2 separate regions of the Nomascus leucogenys genome follow, and region 2 is linked to region 1. Evidence: chromatin contacts called from public Hi-C data. All regions are on one chromosome and are shown on one strand. The core of a region is the stretch at or near the end of the contact, and the rest is flanking DNA. Distances in the headings are between cores, read along the strand shown. Region 1 holds the start of ZC3H12C (probable ribonuclease ZC3H12C). Region 2 has its middle 140 kb from the start of ZC3H12C.

Region 1 (5,483 bases), core at 1,787-4,286:
ACCCACTCACTACTCCTATCATCTGCCCCCTGTGCCACATACTGGACCGCCCACTCCCTGCTTTCCTGCCAGGGTTCACTGACTCATTTGGAAATGACTCCCAGCCAGCTCTACCTACTCAAATCCTACCTTTGAGGCATTCCCCAGTACCTGAATTTATCACTTCTTTTTTCACGGAACTTAGTACATTCCACTTAGCATTATGTTCTGTTCATAATCTATCCTTTTAGAGGTTGGGGGCCTTACACAGCAGCTAGAGTGATAATAAGTAATTATTTGCAGAGGGAACAGAGCATACCAGTTTCAAATGAGCAATAACTGCAGATTAGTGTTATTCTACATTCCAACAGTAAAAAGATGAAAACACTCCCTACTTAATATCTTGTTTGTTTCTTTAAAAATGCTATCAAATCAGAATTAAAGAATCCTAAATTTATGTACAAAAACAATGAAACACACTAAGAAGTTATAACAGCAACACTTTTACATTTGTGATAGTAATTAAAATTAATGTAGAAACCACTGTGGTCTGCTAGAATGAAGACCTAGTTGTAGAATAAGAAAAATGTTTTAAAGATAAAATTTCTATTAACAACTTGGGATCCAATTTTGCAGACGTTGGTAACCCATGAAAACCTACCTCCAGAGAAGCCCATAATATAAAATAGGGTATTTTTATATAGTCTGGTCATTAAACCAAAAATTTAGTAAAAGGAAGTGACTAATAAAAACTCCCATCAGTATAGAAACATTCCAAGTTTCTGTTTCCTATCCTTTAATATTTCCCATTATACTAAAATAGTTCCGTTAGACTTCCATTATTAAATAAAGGCTAAAAAACGCCAGTCACTTTGTTGTTGTTTATTTAAAAGTTCATTTTACTTTGGTTATAATGTTTAAGTACTTTTATGGTGACCAAATACTAGAAGTAGAATCTTGTAACTTACTTTAAAAGTAAAATAGACTCTTTCATGTAAAAATATTAAAACATTTTGAACTACGGGTACATAGTCAACAGGCCATTCTATTTTTATAGTACCATCAAGTAGACAGATTTAGGTAACTGGAAATAAGCATGCCAAATTGGGAAGAAAACAGGTGAACAGGGGGTCAAGTCTGAAATAGGCATCTTCCTGGGCTTATCACACTAAGATTAATTTTACAAATGTTTGATGAAGCTATCATGTAGCTTCATCAAACACCAGAGAACACTAAACACCAGAGAACACTAAACACCAGAGAACACTAAAATTAAGAAACTGCTACTAAAATTCATTGTATATGTGATTAAATAAATGTAAGTCATACCCTCTAAATCCTAAGTCCATTAAGACAAAAACATTTATAACACACTATTTATGACTTCTTGTGGTTCTTGAAAAGTCAAAAATTGTGTTTGAGGTTTATCTCGTTTTCCGTTTATAATATGCATTTTAAAAATGGAAAAACTCAAGCACGTAACAAGTGAAAAACTGAACAACGTTGCCAAATTTCTAAACATACAATACTTAGCTCCAATTATCTCTGCATCTGTTCTAAAACGGTTTAAAAAAAGTCTGAATCAATAAGCGCCTGATGGGCCTGGGATACTCCAATACAGTCTTGTCAACCAATAGGAAAACTTTTCCTAAATCTGGATTCGTATTTCATCTCTTTATCACAAAACACCGAGCACAAACCGAGATTGTTAACGGATAACCAAATGGCAAGAACCCCAGACAGAGTAATCAGGACTTGGATGTTAGGGCTGTCTTTAAGGACTTTAAACGAGACAGCTTAGGGAAGAAAAGCGGGATTCATTTCTCCAAGTTATATTTGTAACACTTCTTAGTAGGGAGTTAAAAATGTGAACAGCCGAGCTAAAATGAACGCAGCGTGTAAAAGGGATCTGGACTGGAGCCGGGGGGTGAAGGAGGGACGAGGGGGGGAGTGAGGGGCTTTCGTGACGCCCGGCCTGGGGGTGCTGGCGATCTGGATGGAGGGATGGATAGTCAAGCGAATGGCCGGGGCTGGATCCGAGATGCCAAGTGATGTCTCGCCCCATGAGCGCGCGCGAGTCTGAGCCGCTGGGGCAGCTCAGTGTGTCCGTTTCCATCCGCGGCGCCCGAGCCCGCCTCCATGTTCGCGATCTATGCCCCCAGGCGGGCGGGGATCGGTGCCCTAGGCCGCGGGGCCGGGGAGCCCGGCCTCACCTCGCCCGAAATCCCGGCGGGGACGGCGTTGCCCGCGGGAAGGATGCGCCGGGCTTTCCACTCGGCCCCACCTGAGCGGCGGGAGCTCGGTGACTCGACCTCCGGAGCCCGCCCCGCCTGGGCCTGGAGATCACACGGCGAGGTCGCTGCGGCCCCGGCGCCCTCCGACTGGCGCCCGGGCGCGGCTCCGCGGCCCTCCCCACGACCGGGCACCCCAGGACCGCCCTCGCCGCCGTCCGCGCCCCCCACCCGCTTCCCGAGGACAAACCTGGGAGCCGCCACCCGGCATAGCCAACCCTGCGAGAAAGCGGCGAGCGGGCGGCGGGGCCCGCAGAGACAGCGGCCACCTCGGCCCCCCCGCGCCAAGCCGCGCCCGCCCGCGCGCCCTCTCCGCGGGCCGCAGCCCCGGCGCCCCCTCCCCGGGTTGCACAACTCACACCCCCCACGCGCGCGCACTCGAATCTGTTGCTCAACCTACTTGCATTCTCTTCTCCGCAGCCATCACTACATGCCCTGGAGCTGGGGCAGCCCCGGGGCCCTCCGGCAGGCGGCCGCCTCTCGCCTCAGCCCTGGGCTGTCGCGGCCGCCGCTAGGGCGCGGGGCGAGCGCGAGGATCCCTCATGCCTCCCGCCCGGCCAGCTGGCCGCACGCCGGGGCCCCGGCTCGGGCGCGCCCGAGCGCTCGGCTCGGCCCTGCCCCGCCGTCCGTGCCGCTGCTCCGCGGGCGAGAGCGAACCCGGCTCCGCGCTCCTCGCCCGCCCGCCCGCAGCCACCGCAGCCGCGCCGCTTCCTCCTCCCCTTCCCTCTTTTCCTTCTCCTCCGTCGCCGCCTCTGGAGCCGAGGTTGGCAAACCAGCACCTGCTGCTGGAGAACGCCGAGAACTGAAACAGGAAACCCCGAGCCAAGGGGAAAACCCGAGAGGCGTGGAGAGGGGTGAGGGGAGCTGCTGGAACCTGTCGGGCTCGACCCAGCCGCTGGGGCTGCCCGAGGTTCCCGCGCCGCCTCCCCTCGCGCCCATTCCCTGCCCCGGCCCAACCCAGGGGTCCCGACCTCTCCGCGCCGCTCCCCCGACCTGGTGCAGGACGGCGCCTTTCCGCTCGGCGACACCTTCTCCACCCAGCAATAACACTGATCATGTCCCAGGCAGTCAAGGAGATCGACGGGCCGCCTTCTTAGGGCAGGTTCCCCGTAGTTCTTTACTTATCAATACTCCGTGATGAGGAAAAACCACACCCTGCATTAGCAAGGCCAATAAAAGAATTTAAACAAATGAAGCTGTTGGGATTTCACCCAGGGATAGGACTTCTTTCAGCAAGGAAATTGGCTTTGATGGAAATGGCAATCGTGTCAAAATCGAGGTTGAACCCAAGATACATCCAGATCTCTTTCAGGAGATCGGAAGGAAACAGCTCTTTGCACAGAGGTGGGCGCCTGAATCGCAGGCTGAAAAGCACCGGGACCAGAGAGCCTTTCTACTTCTGTGAATCGTACAACACCCAGCACAAACTTAAGTCAATGTTTCAGAAATGTTCAAGTAACCTTATTCACCTGTCCTTGGAATCATTACGAGGAGCCTTGGGCAGGATGGAGTCTCCTTCTGGAGTGAGAGGGAGGGTCACTGAATGGGTTGTACCCGTACCATGTGCCACGGGCCAAATAGCCTGCTTTAAATCCACTGTCCCGTTTGTCACCACAGCCATGTGAGCTGGGTATTAGAAACCTCTTTATCCATCAGAAAATCGAGGTTAGAAAATTTACCTGCAGTTACACAGCTTGAATGTGAGGTATTCAGGTCTGTTACATCTAAAGGACGCATTTATTTCACTGGACCACGATTCATGCCTTTGGTCAACTTTTCACCTTTCATAAAATTAGTTATTGCCTCTGAGTTGTTTTCAGTAGGGCATATATATGGTTTAAGCCTGGATCTGTTGAATTTGCTTGGACTGCCTAATGGTAGTGATATTCATGATGCTTATTGGGGTTCAAACTTGATAATTTTCAGTTTAATATTCTCTACCAAATATAGGCCTTTATGGCTCAGTTGAGCAGCACAGATGTCCCCATCTTTTTGGCCAGCATCACTTGCTCTTTAGCTGTTGATGATGGGGTCCCTTCTGAGAGTATCCTACTGGCTGGTGCACGTGGGCATCCTGACTCTGCCTGTGAGATGAAAGGAGACTGTCTTACTGAGCCTGTTTTCCACATCAGTAGACCAGTCGTGAAGCCGATTAAATAAAATTGCAGGTAGGCAGGTAGGCTGGCTTCTCTGGTTCCGTGGTGCACACTTTTTTTTTATATAGAGTCTGACCCTGTCGCCCAGGCTGGAGTGCAATGGCCCGATCTCAGCTCACTGCAACCTCCGCCTCCCAGGTTCAAGCGATTCTCCTGCCTCAGCTCCCCAGTAGCTGGGATTACAGGTGTGCGCCACCACACCTGGCTAGTTTTTGTATTTTTAGTAGAGACAGGTTTTCCCCATGTGCCCAGGCTGGTCTCAAACTCCTGGCCTCAAGTGATCCACCTTCCTTGGCCTCCCAAAGTGCTGGGATTACAGGCATGAGCCACTGTGCCCAGCCAGGTCCACATTTTTTTGTACCACCCTGAAGACCCTTAGGAAGATTGGTAGCCAGCTGTTTGCAGCCGGGTCAGATTTTATTGGCAGGAAAGTAGGGGCTGGGAAGGCAGCCCCTTTACACTGTGCCAAAACCTTAGAGGTCTCTGGAGCAGAGTTAGAGGCCCTTAATCTTAGGATCTCTAAGGGACTTAGCAGGGACTTAGAACGAGGCTGGCTGTTTAACGATAAGTGACAGCATCTATGGCACGACTTTAGTGATGCCAGGAAGTTCCCCCACTCCGCAGTATACTGCCCACACAGTCTACCTCTTACTTTGTATCCCACAATTGACTCAGCTGAACTCCATTCAATATTGATTAAGCCTGGTTAAAAATCAAGGTAAAAGAGATGAGTAATAGTTATAATAACTAACATTTAATGAATGCTTACCATGTTCCAGATACTATTCTAAGCACTTTGCATGCGTTGTCTCATATAATGCCCGCAAACCCCTTATAAGGAAATACCTATCACTATTTCCATTCCACAGACGAGACAACTAAGACCAAGATTATAGTCAGTAAATAAAAGTGCAGGGGCTAAAATGCAGACAGTTTGACTCTAGAATCAGGACCCATTATGTGAATAAGATACAGTAACTGCCCTTATTACTTTACTATTTATTTGAAGAAATAAAAACACATGAAAAGTTAAAAGAAAACTAAGAAGAGAAGATAA
Region 2 (5,483 bases), core at 947-3,446, 140 kb after region 1:
TGGTGGCTTAATACAACACGAATTTATTATCTTACAGTTTTGGAGGTAAAAATCTGAAAGGGGTCTCATTGGGTAAAAATAAAAGTATCAGCAGTGCTGCATTCCTTCTGGAGGCTGGAGCTTCCCATACTCCTCTGCCTCCTGACATCTTCAGAGCCAGCAATGACTGGTCAAGTGTTTCTCATGCTGCATCACTCTGACACTGTCTTCTGCCTTCCGGTTCTAGTTTTAAGGACCTTTGTGATTATATTGGATTCACACAGATAATCCAGGATAACCTCACTATTTTAAGATTGGCTGATTAGCAACCTTTATTCCATTTGCTACTGTAATTCCCCTTTGCCTTGTAAAGTTCCAGGGATTAGGAAATGGACATCTTTGGGAGGCCATTATTCTGCCTACCACATCCATGAAATGCAGATTCTGTGGTCACATAAATCTGCAAGTAATATTTCTTTCTTGGAGCTTTGCAATGTACATCAGTATAGTCAAGGCTCTGAGAACTTTTGGAGTAAAGAAGCCCCTTTAAGTTTGCTCAACCCAGGAACTCTTTGCTGGCACATTTCGTGAAGCTGAGCCTGAGAAATATGGAGAAATTCAGAGAAAATTAAAGAACTGTTTTCTGCCCTAAAGGAATTGAAGACAGCTTTTTATTTTCTCAATCATCGATTTCAAATTAATACTGAATTCATTAGTGCTGAGGGAATGCAGGGCAGAAGAGGGAGTGGGAACATCTGTAGAAATCAGAAGCTCTAATTACCATGCTTCTGTTCCATACAAGGCAATGATGAGAACAGCGGTAGTTGTGGGAGTCTATGCTGATTTCCCTTTCACCATCGACATATTGTGGCATTATGAATAATTTAAAAAATCTGCCTGGGTCATTTTCTTAATCTCTGTGACTCCGTATCTCATATGTAAAGTTGGGTTAACATTCTCTCTTTCATCCAGTATGATTATGGGCTTTTGATTAATGTTAAAATGCTCTTTTTTTGCATTCGCATGCAAAAGGAGTTATTAAATTTTGGTGCCAAATATTGTGATGGTAATGAGAACTCACTCACCAATATCTCATTACATGTGCAACTTTTCCCCTTAATTTACTGCATTAATCACCCATGGCTACACACAATATTATCCCTATAGCCAGAACAGCTTCTTTCATCTTGTAGATATCTCATGTTGAAACCAAGAAATACAAGCTAGAAAAAGCTGTCTTATTTAAAAAATTCCCAGAAGGCATTTGTTTTATGTGGTGAGCATAATGATTGCTTACAATAAAAAAGCCTCGAAAGTTCTCACTTGTTCTAAGATTATTCATGCAGCAATTATGCTATTGATGTCAATTTGTTTTATGATAATATATTATAAACTATTCTGAACCCACTCAACAACGCATAGTATAATGCTTGCAATCTTCCCCACGACCTCTCTTGCTAAAATACCTATTCACTTCCTTGATTAGAGAAAACCAAGGAATATAGGCATTTTAAAAACAGATAAAGTTTAGATCATTTGAAATCTAAAAATGAATTGGAATTTGTAATTTTAAAGTGAATAATCGCAAAAGAGAGAAATAGCTAGGTACTCTGACTTATATTCTAGATGACGTTATGTATCTTAGTACAAATATTGTCCAAGTGAGCCCCCCTAAATTGTGTGTGCGACATAAATGGAGGGGAACTTGTATTTATTTTGTAGCTCGCCAAGAGCAAAGGGCTGTCTCAACTTAAATTTTGGACATCTTTAGTTTGTTCATCTTAAATTTGGCTTTGCATTGCTATAGGTTTTCAGGTAACTATTCATATTTCAAATGATGATTATTATTTTGCTTCCAAAGGTTCTTACTTGTTTTTGTAGAGTAGGTAGTATATTAACGTATTTCACTTTAAAAACAGTTATTGTGGTTACTTTGCCTGGGTGAGTCTGTATGTAAACATGTTTGAAATAGTTATTAAAAGAAGATGTGCTCCTGATCTTAATGAGGTTAAATCTCACTCTTGCTTCACTGTTTCAAATTTTATTATGATCTTAAATTGAGGTTATATTCACATGGACAGAGCAAAAATTCGCCACTGGCATATCTATTTGATGCTGTCAGCCATGTTCACAGCCAGTCTGCAAAATTCATTAGTTATTATGTAAAAGGTGCTTTTAATCCTCAGTAGCAGGATTCTTTCCTTATTTACTTTCATTTTGCCTTGTAGATATAATTTGAGCAAATAATTTGAAGATGGGTAAATAGAAGTTTGACTGAAGCTGATGAAAGTAAGCACATTGATTGATTAATATTCTTATCATTTTTATAAGCTGCATTACAGAAATACATAATTTCTGTAAAATAAAATGTAAAAATAGGCGTAGAAGTCAGGGCAAAGGCATATGACTAGAGAAAAGTAAAATGAAACCAAATGTGAGGTGACACCTGGAAGGCAGCCTGTTCCTTTAACACACACAAGCACTCATTCAGGCTAAACAGTGTACACACTCACTTCCAGGTGGGCCACACTATTTAGTTCTATATTTTTAGTAGCCCATGAAATGAGGGGAAAGTGGGTTGGGGGAAATGGGCTAAGTGTGTAGAGTTGAAATTAAGTATGCTTATGTAATGGCTCTATTGTTCTTTAACGTGAGCTGTTCAAAGAACAAAATTTTAAAATCCACTTACCTCTGTTAGTTTCAGAAAGGAGGGGAGTGGTGTAGCTGATCATCTGAAAATATCAGATGATACAGCATAGTCCTATTTTTAGCTCTGAAATGCAATCATGGGACTTTAAAACAACATCCAGTGTGTTTTGTTAGAGATGCCACAACCAGTCACGACTGGCTGGCACTGCAGAAAACAGAAAGTTATGGCAAAGGGAATTACCGTTGAGAGCAAAGAGCTGGGGGAAAGGCATCATGCAGTCATTGATGGCTGGTGGCTTCGCTCCAGTGGTACAAGCGTTTTGTGTGTGCTTATAAATCTGAAGCAGCAACATCTATTGAACCCATGTTTTTCATCATCAATGACTATGGGTGAAAGTGGCTCTTGATTTTGAATGCTCACATGTCTGGGTGCCTTTGGAAATGTGCAATCTTGTCTTGGCCCTTTTAGTGACTGGCTTTGTAGTCCTGAGATAATTGTTTCCTATTTCTTCATCTATTTCCTCTCAACACAGTGTGAATTAGATGCGCTTCGAAGACCCTTCCAGGACCAAAACTTTAAGCAGGTCCCGCAAACCTCACACATATAAACACGTGATTCTTTTTTTAAACACCTCTACAGTTGAATTCAAGTAGCCCCTGTTTCAATAACAGTGAGAGAGAAAAAAAATAAATTAAATCAAGTAAACAAACAATAAACAAATTAACCTTGTCACTTTGATTTTCTTCTGGCTTAGAATTTAGTCTTTTGGTGTAATTACCCAGAATTTAAATTTTGTTGATTCAAAATTCAGGTTGTCAGGGGTGTCCTTTTCTCTCAAGGGCTCCTCTAACTCCTTGCCCCTGCTCTCCTGGATGTTCCCCTCCTTCTTTTTGTGCTGCTTTCTGCTGATGAAACGGGAGAGTTCCCTGACCCCCCCTAGCAGGACATGCAACAGGGGTGTAGCTTGTCTGGCCACTGTGCATGCTCAAACTCCTTACAGGCGGGGAGCATGCAGATGGGCAGGTGCAGGAGCCGGACCGAGCACCCCTGGGCCCAGGCCCCATAGCAGCATCTATGGGTGGGATCCTTCAACCCCCAAAGCCCAGGTGGGCATGTGTGACAGTGCGCTCTTTTAGCCTTGCTGTCCATGGATGGCTTAAGTGTTAACCAGCTCAGTGCCCTCTTGGTACCTAGTTCCTTGTCTGGTGTCCAGGAAGAATCAGGTCATACATAAACCTGAAGGATGAGTACAGGGCTTTTGTTGAGTGGTGGAGGTGGCTCTCAGTGGGATGGATGGGGAGCTGGAAGGGGGATGAAGTGAAAAGATGATCCTCCCCTGGAGTTTGGGCAGCCGGTGTCCGTTCTCCTCTCCGACCATTCCCAGCTGATCTCTTGGCATTCAGATACTCCTTTTTTTTCTTTCTGCCATGCTGTTCTTCCGTTCTTCTGCTCTTCTGTTCATTGGCTTGTGGAGTCTGGGGTTTGGGGTTTATATATGTACAGGATGGGGGTGCATGGTGGGCCAAAAGGCAACTTTTGGGCACAAAAACAGGAATGCCTGTTCTCATCTAGTGCTGTGGGTTTCCAGGCTTGCTTGAATGTGGGGTCTTTGCTGGGGAACCACCCTCTTTTGTGCAGTATTTCCCTGTCTCCTGTCTATACCACTTATTATGGCTTCTGGGTACAAGTGGAAGCTTGTACAGTAGCTTGGCAGGAGTGGTGAGCTGGCCTGGATTAGCCTCTACTTGAATATCTCATCCTGCTGGTCGTTTTCTGCTTGTATTGCCGGTCCCTGCTCATCCTTCTGACTTGCACCAGCCTCTGCTGCTGGTGCCCTTAGGTGTAGCCGTGCTGTCTGATCTTCAGGTCCTTATACTCTGGGTCCTCCTCATTGTCTCCCCTTCTTGGTTTTCTGTCCCCCTGCAGCATGCAGGAACTGCTGGATAGGAGCTACTATGAAGCCAGGAACACTAAGGCTCTCTACCGAAGTATGCTATACTTTCATTTCTAGTTCCTTGAATCTATCCTATGATGGCTTATGGCACACAGCAAGCTCGTTTTTAATGAATCTTTTTTTTCTTGGTATAAAACATACTCTTCTGTCCTCAGTTCCTCAAACCTACCTAGGGGTTTACACTTTTCACTAAGGGTCTCAATCCTGGGGGGTTGGATACTCACTTATGTCTGTCTGTTTCCTGCCTCCCTCATGTCTGGGAGGAATGCTTTATCTTGTTTAGTGGGATATAATATCCATATCATATCACATATCCTGTCTTTCAATGTCTTACACTAAACATTCTATACTCAAACCCTCTATGGTTTAATTCTTTGAAATCTATAAAAGTATTTTGCTTCCTCTTAATGAATTTGGCTGTTGCAAATGAGAAATGAAAGATCTGGCTTTCTTGTCTTTGAAATATGCATCATTTGTTAATTTAAGAAGTTAGAAGATGGGGCAGGGTGCAGTGGCTCATGCCTGTAATCCCAGCACTTTGGGAGGCTGAGGTGGATGGATCACTTGAGGTCAGGAGTTTGAGACCAGCCTGGCCAACATGGTGAGACTCCATCTCCACAAAAATACAAAAATTAGCCAGGTGTGGTGGTGTGCACCTGTAGTCCCAGCTACTGGGGAGGCTGAGGCAGGAGAATCACTTGAACCCAGGAGGTGGAGGTTGCAGTGAGCAAAGATTGCGCCACTGCACTCCAGCCTGGGTGATAGAGGGAGACACCATCTCAAAAAAAAAAAAAAAAGAAGAAGCTGAATATTCACTATTTCTTCCCTGCTTCTAAGCCAGAGATTCTAAGACTTCTAGGAATAGAGCAACAATGAGTAGCAAGAATTAACAAAAATTAC

Evidence for each region. Hi-C and Micro-C count contacts between places; a contact is called where the count stands out from the background.
Region 2: a contact with region 1 is called in a Hi-C map of an unstated tissue, with 4 times the contacts expected there. The contact joins the enhancer-like site here to the promoter of ZC3H12C in region 1. A contact is called at or near these places in 2 of 4 Hi-C or Micro-C datasets (a lymphoblastoid cell line and an unstated tissue).

Annotation. Positions count from the first base shown.
Region 1 is chr15:24,786,512-24,791,994 of Asia_NLE_v1, forward strand. It overlaps ZC3H12C (probable ribonuclease ZC3H12C), which reads right to left and starts at 3,037. Exons shown (of 6, transcript XM_030828629.1): 1 at 2,671-3,037. The coding sequence starts at 2,694.
Region 2 is chr15:24,924,640-24,930,122 of Asia_NLE_v1, forward strand. No RefSeq gene overlaps it. Among named protein-coding and RNA genes, the nearest start is that of ZC3H12C, 140 kb to the left of the region's middle. Within about 2 kb of position 2,197, the one cell type or tissue checked has an H3K27ac peak away from gene starts, as active enhancers do. A contact at or near this core is called in a lymphoblastoid cell line, where this site is marked.